Regions from separate parts of the Capra hircus genome. Here region 2 is linked to region 1. The links are chromatin contacts, called in public Hi-C maps. All regions are on one chromosome and are shown on one strand. The core of a region is the stretch at or near the end of the contact, and the rest is flanking DNA. Distances in the headings are between cores, read along the strand shown.

Evidence for each region. A called contact is a pair of places that touch in the nucleus more often than the background predicts.
Region 2: a contact with region 1 is called in a Hi-C map of blood, with 2.6 times the contacts expected there. The contact joins two enhancer-like sites. A contact is called at or near these places in 2 of 5 Hi-C or Micro-C datasets (both in blood).

What each region holds. Positions count from the first base shown.
Region 1 is chr1:57,949,505-57,956,052 of ARS1.2, reverse strand. SPICE1 (spindle and centriole-associated protein 1) reads left to right here. Exons shown (of 18, transcript XM_005674931.2): 5 at 4,958-5,060; 6 at 5,264-5,370. Among named protein-coding and RNA genes, the nearest start is that of SPICE1, 22 kb to the left of the region's middle. Within about 2 kb of position 3,677, at least 1 of the 5 cell types and tissues checked has an H3K27ac peak or open chromatin away from gene starts, as enhancers often do.
Region 2 is chr1:58,093,470-58,100,017 of ARS1.2, reverse strand. It overlaps SIDT1 (SID1 transmembrane family member 1), which reads right to left. Exons shown (of 25, transcript XM_018038422.1): 25 at 1,672-5,477. The coding sequence ends at 5,415. Among named protein-coding and RNA genes, the nearest start is that of USF3, 66 kb to the left of the region's middle. Within about 2 kb of position 2,822, at least 2 of the 5 cell types and tissues checked have an H3K27ac peak or open chromatin away from gene starts, as enhancers often do.

The DNA of each region.
Region 1 (6,548 bases), core at 2,428-4,927:
ATGTAGGGTGTTTGAATAAGTAATCAGAGTGTGTAGGAATAAGCAATATGGAAAATAAGAAGAAACTTCAGAAGAAAAACCTTTTTATTTGGGCTGAAATCATTGTAAAAGAAATGCCCTTTTTCTTCTTGTTCAGTGTTGGCGCTTATGACACTTGTCTGTCTGGGTGACCTACTGTAGCTTCAAGTCACATTCTATGTTTTGAGGAATTTATTAGGCTTCCTAGTGAAATATGAACGTCTTGACTTTCTATAACATGAGAAGAATTATATCTCCCAAATAAATGTTTGCACAAGCTTGTAAAAAGAACAACGGATTGAGAGAGAATGATTCTTTAGAGGTATGTATCTTTTGGTGACCTTAGATAAGTCACGTGCTTTTAAATATTATGTGGTAATTCTTCGTGAAACAGCTAAGAACACAGATCTGGCCAGGGAAAAGGGTAACTTTGAGTCACCCAAAAGTCACTTTGAGGTGACTCTGGGCTTTTGTTTCCCCTCCCTAGTGGTCCCTGCTCAGGTCCCGAATCTCTTATACCTCGCCATTGTGGTAGAATTAGGGGCTGAAAAGGAGTAGTCAGAGAGGGTGAGTGAAGTTTCTTTGCCTTCTCTCTGTGATGCTGCTTCCTCATATTCTCATGTAATGTCTCTCAACCCTGATTCTAATTTCCATTAAAAAAAATTCCCATTCAAAAAACAGTATCTGGATTCAGACATACTTATACTTGGATATTCTGGTTCAGTGGATCTAGGATGTGGCCCTTCTTGGGTAATTTTTAGACTTTTGCTATGTAATTTTATTGCTATGTAATTTTTTGCTATGTAATATTTCGCTAGGGCTGAGAATCTCTGCTATTAGTGGGATTTAGACATTTCCATTTAACAACATATTTCAGAGGTTTTGCTGTGTTGGTATTTAGAAATCTACCTTTTCTTTTTATTGGCGAGGTTGTATATGGATGTACCACAATGTATTTATCTAGTGCTTTATTGGTGGACATTTGGGATGTGTGTTAGAGTATGGTACAGCATCTGGGAGAAAAAGGCCCCAGAATATAGTGGTTTAAAAAAGTAGAAATCTGTTCCTCTGGTATGGAACAACTCAGAAGTACATGGTAGTTGGTAGAGAGCTCTCCAGTCCTTTATTACAGGGCATCCATGTCTGACTGCATAGCGGTTGCTCCTGCTTCCTTGAGCTGTTTCCCAGGCAGCAGGAAGAGGGTAAGATAGTACATGCTGCTCCTTTTATGTATCACCCAGAAGCTCTGGCTTCTCTCCATTTTCCAAAACTTCATCAAGTGACCATTCTCACCTACGAGGGTGGTTGGGAAATTAGCTGTGTACCTGGCTAACTTGGGAGTTTCACTGTTAAGGAGAAAATGGAGAGAAAGGATATTGATGGATAAGTCTGTCACCCACAGAATATTTCCTGCCTTGTCATGGAAATAATGTAATGAGTATCCTTGAATATGTTTTTGGGTACATGTATAAATATATTTGGGGCTTCCCAGGCGGCTCTAGTGGGAAAGAACTTGCCTGCCAATTCAGGAGACATAGAGGTGTGGGCTTAATCCCTGGGTCAAGAAGATCCCCTGGAGGAGGGCATGGCAACCCACTCCAGTATTCTCGCCTGGAGAATCCCATGAACAGAGGAGCCTCGCGGGCTACTATGAGACCATGGGGTCTCATAGAGTCGGACATGACTGAAATGACTTAGCCTCACATGCATGCATAAATAGATTTGTAGGATAAATTCTTGAAAGTGGAATTGCTGAGTCAAAGAATACGTACATCTGTTATTTCAATGTTGCTGTATTATGTCTAATAAGGGATGTCAGGGGATCAACTGAAGAGGCCTCCTTGGGCATATCCACCTGGGTATCATCATGATGTGTTAGAGCTACCAGCACCCATTCCCAAGAAGCTCGGCTCCTAGATCAACCTAAATTAAGAGAAAAGCTCTTTGACCAGCATAATCTTAGATTTCATTTGCTGTATGATGCACCCATGCTGTGGGCATCAAGCAAGCAAGGGTCCAAACCCAAATCAGAGACAGCAAGGCTTTGATAAGGATTTTAATCATCCCAACAATATAGTAACTAACTTATAGTCCCCTTAAATTTTCCCAGTGCTGTCTGGTTTTTATTACCAGGGAACAAAACTGTTAGCATGAGACGTTTCAAATACTGTTTAAGGGACTTTTATCTTTTGAAAATCCAAAATATGTTCTATTAATACCACTCATAAGTTTGGCTTTGTGCGCTACAAACCCATCTGGGGAAGTAATATATACAGATGGGCCTGCAGAGATTGATTTTCCTATCATAAGGGTGAGTTTTATCATAGAGAAGTGGTAAAGAAATCCAGAAAGAGGAAGAGAAAACCATTGCACTGACCTCTGGCCACTGAAGCCATCTGCCACCAGGAGCCTGTGCAGGGACCAGCAGGGAGAGGGTTTCAGGACAGTGGATTTACTGGAGACCTCACTATAATTAACCTCAGGTCTTAAAACAACTTTTTAAATTGAAATATAGTTGATTTATAATGCTGTGTTGGTTCCATGTATACAGCAAAGTGATTGTTATGCACGTATATGAACATTGGGGTGCATGTATGTATCTTTCTGAATTAAGAGTTTTTGTCTACTCGGGATATATGCCCAGGAGTGGGATTGCTGGATGATATGGTAGCTCTGTTTCTAGTTTTTTAAGATTTTAGTCCGCAACATTTTGGCACCAGGGACCGGTTTCATGGAAGACCATTTTTCCACAGACCAGGGGCGGGGGGATGGTTTCGGGATGATTCAAGAACATTGTATTTATTGTGCACTTTATTTCTGTTGTTATTGCATCGGCTCCACCTTAGATCACCGTGTGTTAGATCCCAGAGGCTGGGGACCCCTGTTTTAAGAAACCTCCATACTGTTCTCCATAGTGGCTGCACCAGTTTACATTCCCACCAACAGTGTAGGAGGGTTCCCTTTTCTCCACACCCTCTCCAGCATTTCTTATTTGTAGACTTTTTGATGGTAGCTATTCTGACTGGTGTGAGGTGGTCCCTTGTTGTAGTTTTATTTGCCTTTCTCTAATAATTAGCAATGTTGAGCATATCAGGTCTTGGTATGGTAAAGTTATTCCTCAACAATCTGCTTCTGACAATTTATATTTCTTTAATTTGATAGGATGTCAGTGCCTCTTTAAAAAATCAAAACAGTAAACTTTTAAAACTGCCATTAAGAAATATACCTTGTGTAATTTTTCTAGTGTAAGTGGTAGATTATAATGCTCCATGCATTTTCTTTCTTAAACTCTTATTGCATGTACTGCAAGATGGCTAGCCAGGGATGGAAATTTAAGTTGTAATCATGTTCTCAGATATCCCGAGAGTTGTAGACAGATTTGCAGTGTGTCAACAACCTTATAACACCGTGTGTGTTGGGGAAGTGGTTGTACTTCATTTATATATAAGGAAACTAAGTTTAAAGAGCTTGGATTTTGCTTGGTATCTCTTGACTGGGCCTAGGATGCCAGTCTTCTGACTCCAAATGTGCTCTTTGCCTTATGCCATTCCAAAGTTTACTCTTTGTGGGAGGACAGATTCAGGACTTTATTCTCACCACCTTGAGCTAGCCAACCTGCTTGACTTTAGCAGGGGAAGTAGGGGGAAAAGAATGTGACTTGTTATTTTTCTTCATGTCAGAAAACAATAACCAAGGTCATATTATATACTTGTTTTCATGGTCCAGAGAAATTCTGGTAAGAGCATTTTTTCCCAGATGTTTTGATTTGAATCAGTGTTGGGAACTGGTCAGTTTCCAATTTTGAAACTCCTTTCAACCCAAGCATGCCATCTGGTGGCGGTGGGTAGAGTTCACTTCTTTTACTCTACTCTGTATCCTTGCTTGAAAGTAGGAAAGTTCCTGAGTTGAAAGTACATGATCAGAGACTCTGCTGTAATGGTATTTTTTGAGTTCTCATTTTTCCAGGATGAAAACTGGAGGAGAATGGATACATGAATATGTGTGACTGAGTCCTTTTGCTGTCTACCTGAAACAACATTGTTAATCGGCTATACTCCAGTACAAACTAAAAAAAAAAAAAAAAAAAAAAAAAAAAGGCGTGTCTCAAAAAAAAAAGCAAACCAGCTTGTTTAAAAATGCAGAAGCATCGCTTTTTTGTTTATTGCCCCCCAACTCACGTCTAACATTGTGTTTTTTAAGTTGTGGGTCATGACCCATTAGTGGATTATGAAATCACTTTAGTGGTCGAAGCACCAAAGATTCACACATCTGAGTTTATGGCTCAAAGATTCATATGTTTACTGAGTTTTTCAACTGTGGATCACAACTTGTTTATGGATTATGAAATGGAGTTAGTGGGTTGCAACCATCATTTGAAAAATAGAAAATAAAAAGAAAGTATAAGAGCGGTTCTCAAAGAGTCGGGTTAAGCAAAACTTTTATTTTGGTCTGTATTTACATTTACCTTTACATGTGTGTGTGGACTGGGTCATACTTTAATAATGTATTTCTTTGGGTTGAAGCCAAGCATTTAAAGTCCACTCATTTCCTTCTCCAGGTATTGTAGTGGCTCAGTGGTAAAGAATCTGCCTGCCAATGCAGGAGACGTGGGTTCGATCCCTGGGTGGGGAAGATCCTCTGGAATAGGAAATGGCAACTCACTCTAATATTCTTGTCTGGGAAATCTGCAGCCCACCAGCCTGCAACCCACCAGGCTCCTCTGTCACAGAGTCGGACAGGACTGAGCGATTTCACTTACAGACTAAACAACAACAAATTGTTGTAATAGCCCCATCTACTGGTACTTAACAATATTGCCACTGAGGGTTTTAGATGATTTTTATGCTCCTGAACAGGCTTTTCCTCTGTGATTTGTTGAGTATATATGTCTATATATATATTTTTCCTGAATAATAATATTTATCATTAACACGTCTAGATTCTTTCTGATCAATACCAGCTGCAGGATGTATTGGAAAAATCTGATCATTTGATGGCTACAACAAAAGATCTATTTGTTGATTTTCCTCGCAGGCGCACAGGTAAAGTATTCACATCAAACAAAAGTTTCTTTATCTTATTAACCACAGCTCACACCGGCTATTTGAAAGAATATCATGTTACAGTAAATGTGAGTTGCTATTATTAAAGATTTTCATATGATGATTCACTTATGGCAGTGTAGAGTGCATGTGAAGTCAGTTTAAACGAAACAAAATCATCATGGCTCATTTTCCTTCTGCAGGATTTCCGAATGTAACAATGGCTCCGGAGTCCTCTCAAAGTCCCATTGTGGTCAGTCAGGACCCTGTCACCCAGGCCATCCGTAGCGAATCTGTTATAGAGCCTCAGGTAATGTGCTTTGCTCACAGCCATAATGCTCATGCTAAAATTAAGTTGATGTAGATTGGTATTGTGGTAAACATTTCAAAAGCTTTAATATTGAAATACTGAGATGTGGTTGCTTTCTAGAAATATTCTTACTCAAGCATGTTGCCCTTTCGGTGAGTGATGCTTATACTAAACGAAATAGGACTGGAGAATAGTAGCTAACCTGTATTGAATGATTACCTTGGAGGTAGTTACTATTATTATCCCCATTTAGCAGATGAAACGGAGAAGGCAATGGCACCCCACTCTAGTACTCTTGCCTGGAGAATCCCAGGGACAGAGGAGCCTGGTGGGCTGCTGTCTGTGGGGTCGCACAGAGTTGGACACAACTGAAGTGACTTAGCAGCAGCAGTAGCAGCAGATGAAAAACAGACTCAGAAAAATTGAGTGACTTGTCCAAGCTGACATAGCTAGTTAGCATGAGAGATGGCACTCAAATCTAGGCTGTCTGGCGCCATAAGATTATAGTCCATGGGGTCACAAAGAGTTGGACACGACTGAATGACTTAGCATGTCTATGTGCATGGGCTTCCCAGGTGGCTCAGTGGTAAAGAATCCGCCTGCCAGTGCAGGAGTCACGGGTTCAATCCCTGGATTAGAAAGATCCCCTGAAGGAGGAAATGGCAACCCAATGCGGTATTCTTGCCTGGAAAGTCTCACGGATGGAGGAGCCTGGCAGTCTACAGTCCCATAGGGTCACAGAGAGTTGGATATGACTGAGTGACTGAGCAAGCATGCACAGGACTCAATACCTGTTTAATGCAACTTTCGAAGTTATTTATATCTTCTATGAAAAAAAAGAGAATCATCAGTTAGACGGATGATCCTAGGGAATTACAAAGTCCAGAATCATATAAATGTACTGTTTGCTACTTGCAATTAAGTAGAATGTTGTATATACTTTTAATGGCTAAAGCCCATTAGCCATATCCCTAGCCAAAAGCCAGGGATATGTATGTATGTTTTGGCAGTTATTACAAAGGTAGCTTTCAGACGATCATGTGATGAAGGTGGGGAAGTAGCAAGAGTCAGGGTTAGAGAGAAAGGAAGGAGCTGGGTCATGAAGGACTAGTGAACCTGCGAGCAAGAGTAGAGCCGCTACAGGATTTTAAGAAGAGCACTGTTACGGTGAAATTGAC
Region 2 (6,548 bases), core at 1,573-4,072, 140 kb before region 1:
GCTGATAAATATTTGGACTCTCTTTGGGTCTGCATTAGGCCATTCTCTTCTTGGAGCTCTTTGCCTGCTTATAATGAACAAACTGTTTGTTTCTCTTCTTTTGGAGCGTAGACCCATGATGGAAGAGACTGTGTTTAGTTTATTGCTGTGTTTGGTTCCTCCTGGTGCTTGGCCCAGATATTTCTTGATTGACTTTTCACTGAAGCAGTGTTTCTGATTCTATATAAGCGAACACAAAGGTGGTGAGAAGAAGATAAAGGGGAAATGGATGCCCTAAAAAGCAAGTGACTTGACAAGGTATCCCACACTGAGAGAGAAACAGGGTGAACCTCAGGCCTGAACTTGTTCTGTTCCTTGAAGAGGCCTGCCTAGATCCAGGTACTGAACTTTGTGAAAGGCCCAGATAAGCAACACAATAAAAATCATGAAACACAAATCAACATTTTTTTTTTTCTGTGGTGGCAACATTAGAGCACCCTAACAGGGAGGGCTTTTGAGTTAATTTGGATAATCTTCTCTTTAAAGGATTTAAAAGCTCTAATTCACAAAGAATGTAAAGAGTCAGGGGAAATTAGGGGCCCAGGAACCAGTCACAATGGGATTGTATGTTCTGACTTGAAAATATTGCAGTGTTTAAATTTCTTGTCTTCTGAGTCATAACTATAATGCCGGGATAAGAAATGGGACACCCAGACATTAGCATAGCTGTAATGTGATATGACTTCAAAGCTGTTATATGGTGGTTAGCTATTTTTCATCTCCAGTGAAACGGATAAGCCTTAGATGACAGGGACTTCAAGGCAATGAAAAAGAGGTAGGAGTTAAAATTCTTAGTTCAGGGGAAATCATGAAAGCTTCTAATCTACAGATATTTAGAAAGAGGGAAGGGTCCCCTTATACCGCCTTTTAGAAACTAATTGGCAAAGGCTGATCCACCACCCTAACCAAGCTTATTTGAATTCATTTGCTAAAGCCTAAGATTTAGCAGGTGATTAACCTTATTGATGATGGCGCCTTAATATGGAGGAGACATTTGAACTTAGCCACACAAATATATCTTGTTCCCACTGAAACTGTTGGTAATTAGTCAAATCCATTTCCCCTGCATTCCCTAATCAAGGTTGTTTTAAGACTCCCACGTCCTCCAAGCTGCATGTGGCCCAGACAGTAAGTAACCTGTTTGCCTGAGATGTTTTCCAGGAACCTGGAGTCAGAGGCATCTAGCTCAGCTGAACTGGCTGAAACTAGGTGGGACCCCTGACCCTCCAACTGGGCATGCGCCCTTTGGAATGTGCAGCGGCCCGTAGCCTAGTTACGCCTGCAGGAAAGATGTCGACACAGGTTTCCCCCATCACCTATTCCCGCCTCGCCACGCTTGCGCCCCCAGCCCAGCGTGCATCGGGCTTCTTTATCCCTCATCCCAGATACACACCCACCCCCTACCCCCCCCCCCCCCCCCCCCGTGCCTTAGCGGAGGAGGGTCTGAGGTTCGTTCTGCCGTCTACTTGCAGGGCTGCCATGTGGATAAAACCTGTCTTTGCTGCGAGCCTCAGCGTCTCGGCGTTTTGGTTGCTGTACGTCAGGTAAAATGGACTTGGTTCCGCAACACCACCAAAGAGCATTAAAAGCAAAGCCCAAAAAAAAAAAAAAAAAAAAGCTGGACAAAATTATGTAAACGAGGGCTTTACTTTACTTCGGGCAGATGCCGGTTCTAACTTTACTCATAATGATCTTCTATAGTTTCACCAGGAGACGCTCCCAGGCCTCCTCTGGGACCAGTTTCGTCACCTGCAGGCTGAACATCCCGGCTTTCTCTACAGATAAGGGTGGGGAGGGTCAGGGGAAACGTTTGCATAGGGCATCCCCTGAACCGTGGGAGCAGTAACTGCTGGGGAGAAGAGAAAGTCTAGGTTTTCTCTGAGATTCCCAGGGCAGAGCTGGCAGTAATGAGGTGTGACTTTGTGCACAGCCAGACTTTCCACTTGGCTGTAGCTTTGGTAGCGATTTTTCATCTGTGTTGCAGTCTTAAGGGCCGGAGACAGTGAAATGCAGCTTTAAAAGGAGAAGGAGGGGAGGGAGATATTTGTTAACTCTAGACAGTTCCTCTGGAGGTGGAGAGGCCTCCCAGCCCCTTCAGGGCGTCCTGGGACTGAGGACAGATAACAGCACAGCTGGTTTCAATGAAGGGCCCGCATGGGTGAGAGATGCCATCCAAGTACGGGAACCTGCCACCCTGAAGGATTCAAGAGGTGCAGGTGAGTATCTTCTCTTTGCAGACACTGCTTCTCCTGCTCAGCTCCATGGAGTGTCAGGTAGACGTGGCAGGTGAAAACCAGAAAGTTCCAGTACTTTGCACAAGGTCACACAGCAAGCAGGTGAACATATCTGGACTAAAGTCTGACTCAAGAATTTTTCCGAGACCCAACAGGTCCTTCTATGAAGAATGTTTATCTTTGTTTTCCCCCTTTCCCCAAGTTTTTAGACAGTCTCCTAGGAGGAGAAACCTTTGGGCGCTACTGTTCCCCTGACACATACATCTGTGACCCACAGACCATTCTGGGGGCTGCCTGGAGCCGCAGGAGCAGCAGCCGCCACTGTCATTGCCCCAGGCGCTGACTCCATCTCAGCCATGGAAAGCCCCTCCCCAGACAGGCTCTGGTTTTCCACTGGCTGCTCCTGCTGCTAAAATAAAACCAGGCTGATCCCTCTACCCCCCAGGGCTAACAGCTGGGGCTGCCTGCAGCCTTCGTCAGAGGTGTGAAGAGCCCATTTCTTATGTGCCGTTCTGCTCCTCTGGCTGCCACGTCTCTGCCCTCCAAGTGAACTGCTCTCGTTACCCTGTGCCTCTGCCAAGATCCTCCTCGCAGGCTGGCTGTCTCCCGTTACCCTCCTGTTGAACTCAGAGTTGCCTTCCTCTCATGTAAAGAGAGAAGTCCATGAGCACAGAATTTGCACAGGCCTGTGCTAAGCGTGGACGCGGGACCACTATGAATAACTCTGGCCACCCCCTCCACCCTGAGTTCCTATCAACCCAACAGACACAGTCAAATGCCTTTCTTGTATCTTCCTACCACTGCACAAATCAGCACAATAGAAAGAGCTAACAACAAATACATTTAGAATTGATATTTATAGGAGCAGGCTTGGTCTGGGTTTTCAGTCCTGCTGCAGAGAACAAAACTGAACCACAATATGTGAGTTTATAGCACTCGGCAGACACTGTCAGAAAACAATACTGAAGAATACAGCAGCATAATCCATCCATTTCTACAGGGCCCCCCTCTCCATTTCCATGGACATATTTCCCAGACAAGCTACCGAACAGGTTAAGTGTCCTCTAGTTTATTCACTTCAGGCCACAGGGGTGCTTGAACAAACTTTGTTGTTCACATCCTGCCCCCATCTTTTTTGGATACAAAATCCTTTAGTGCATTAAAAATAAAAGAACTAGGTCAACTCAGCAAAGTTAAACGGGTTTGAAATTTGTTTTAGATGTTAGATTGATAGAACCATTTACTAGGTGGCCTTCATATGGCCTATGTGTTGAATTCAGTCGCTCAGTCATGTCCAACTCTTTGCAACCCCATGGACTACAGCATGTCAGGTTCCTTTGTGCATGGGATTTTGCAGGCAAGAAAACTGGAGTGGGTTTCCATGCCCTCCTCTAAGGGATCTTCCAGACCCAGGGATTGAACCCATGTCTCTTATGTCTCCTGCTTTGGCAGGTGGTTCTTTACCACTAGCGCCGCCTGGGAAGCCGCATGTGGCCTATGGAAGCCAATAATTTTTAAGAAATAAAGAATAACAGAAGACCAATTACAAATTTGGGAGCATTTTAGGAAAAACGGTCACAATGCTTCATTGAAAGCATCTCTGTTCTTAAAATTAGGGAAAGTTTGCTATTTAAACTTCAAAAATGTGTTTTGAACATTATTTTAGAGAAATAATATATTTTTAAAAGGGTGGCTGATCCATTTCTCTAATGAAAGATTGGGAAAGCAGAGGTGAGAAAGTAACTTTGATTTCACAGGCAGACATACCTTTGAACATGTGTTTGCATGTACAAGTTATGATAGCATCTAGCCCAGGTAACAGGGGAGTTTGGTCAAAACGGGACTTTCTAGGGGCAGAGCAGCCGCCAGCGTGAGAGTGAGGGTGGGGACTGCTGAGCTTTTCAACACTGTCCTGGGGAGAGAATGTGAATCCGAGAGACAACCCCAAGCTGGCTGAGCTCTCTGCAACTGGAGAGGAGGAGGGAGATGCGCTCACCCTGAGGCTGGCCTCCAGAGAACCTCGGGGGGGAAGTCTGGAGCCCTGATCTGCATGCAGCCGCAGGGGAGGGCCATGGTTGGTGGCACAGCAGCCTGAGAGCTGTGACCCTGAGGAGGACACTTATGTCTTCCCCGAGGGTGATGTGGGCACGGGATGGAGCTATTTGGACTGGAGGTACTTTTGCCTTTGCTAAATCTGTTCCAGGAGCCCAAGTCTTTCGTGCGAGGCCCGTTGGCCTGATGCTGATGTTACCAGTCTCCTAGTGCTGTCGGGCATTCCTCTTGTTTCTCCTGATGGTGGAAGAATTTCCCATTTCCCCTTCCACCTTGGAGCTGATCTGTGGAGAGACAGGGCCTTCCCAAGAAGGTAGAGCCTGAGTCATGGGGTCAACACACAACGGTGGGATGGAGACGCAGGGAACAGGGAAGCACCCACGCCTTGGTCCCAGAGACAGTTACCTGCCCAGGGTGTGTGACAACCTGGAGCCCAACTTGGAGTCTTCCTAATGCTTCCAGGAACCTGAGGGAAGCGCACAGCATTCCTGCAATGGAGGTGACCAGCTGGTGCTGCAGAACATCTATCCCAGTTGGGCAGGGCCTTGGAGCCACCCCTCTACCAGACTTCAGGGAATCACATCATCCCAGGACCTCGGAGAAGGAGGCTGTTGTCTGGGGATATCTAGAGCAGCGGATGTTACAGAGGTGCACAGCCTGGAGTTTCTGGGCAGGAAATCTGGGCTGCTGGCCTCTCTGGGCAGGGAAGCAGGTGGAGGGCAGAGTGTGGCATGGTTCTGCCATGGCTGGCGAGTCTCAGGTGAGGGTAGCAGGAGTCCCAAGGTGGTTGACTTTGATGCAGCTTGCCCACGTCTAGTTCAGAGTTGCAACAAAAGGGGATGGTGGGTGTTTTCTGACTCTGGAGGGCTCATCTCTGTCCACAGCTGCAGCTTCTCTTCTGCCTCCCTTTCTTGAAGGTTTGGGTCCCCCTTAGCTCCTCTCCTCCCTGTGGGAATGTGTACAGAGCTCACCCGTCAGTGGGCGAGTGGAGCATTTGGCAGTGGTGACTTTGCTTCAGTCCCTGTATTTTTTCATGAAACAGCACCAAGATCAGTGGCTCGCTCTCCCCAGCTCTCCATGCTGGAAGGCTTAGAAGACAGGAATCTGGTCTCTCCGAACTAAATCCAGGTCGTCATCTAGGGTTAACAAAACCTGAAACAAGACGGGCAGAAAAATGAGAGGAATGCACAGTTGCGATAAGTCCCTGTTTTCTAAGACTCACAAGTGTACTTAATTGTTTTCATGTCTTCTGCAGCACTCTGCTCTTAATAGACACTTGTAATTCTGCAATGCATTTATTCAAGTATATATCAAGGGTCTACTAAGTGCTATTCTAGATGCTAGGGATACAGCTTAGGATAAAAGAGAGACAAAGGTCTACCCTGATGGAGCTTACATTTGAGAGAGGACTTCAGACATGAAGCAAATGCATGAACAGAGGCTACTATGTTAGATAGCAGTATGTACTAAGGATAAAAATTAAACTGTGGAGGAATATAGGGAGTATGGGATGGGATGAGGTAAAAAAAATTTTGGAGGTTGGCTGGGGACATCATTACCACTTAGAAGGGGACATTTGAATGGGGACCTAAAGGGAATAAAACTTTGTTGCAATAGAGTATTGCTATAAGAATTGTTCCCCCACTCTCCATTTATAGTTCCCTCCACCATCACTCTCTCTGTGATGTAGAGGGAACTCTTAGCTCTACTTTTATTATCTCTGTCTCCCCAGAGAATGTGACGATTAAAGAGAGCCTTAAGGAAGAATGTTTATGCAGACTGGTTAAACTTCCCAAACTGGCCACTAGGAGGCGGCCCCGCGCCACTCTTGAGGTTCCTTGGCTGAGACTAAAGTAAAGGGTCAGAGTGAACCCAGGAGGCCCCTATTACTTGTTAAAAGAACTTGTGTGCAGGCACCATATACATTTATTTTTGAAAAGTCAAAATTAAGATGGAAGTATGCTGGGAGTTGTCATCCTGGGTTGTTATAATATGCACAGCTTCAGGGAAGGTGTGTGGGCAAAAAACGAAGGGACTGCAGATTTGAGAGAGACTGGTTAGAAAGGCAGCAAGAGGTCTGGCTGCTATCCTGAGCCACTCCAGGAACTTGTAAAGTGTTTGTATTGAGGTATGTAGTGAGACTGGAGGAGAGGGAGGAATGTGGTATGAAACATGAAGGAATAACCAACCTAGTGTGGCTGAGATGGTAGCAAGTGCCACCGA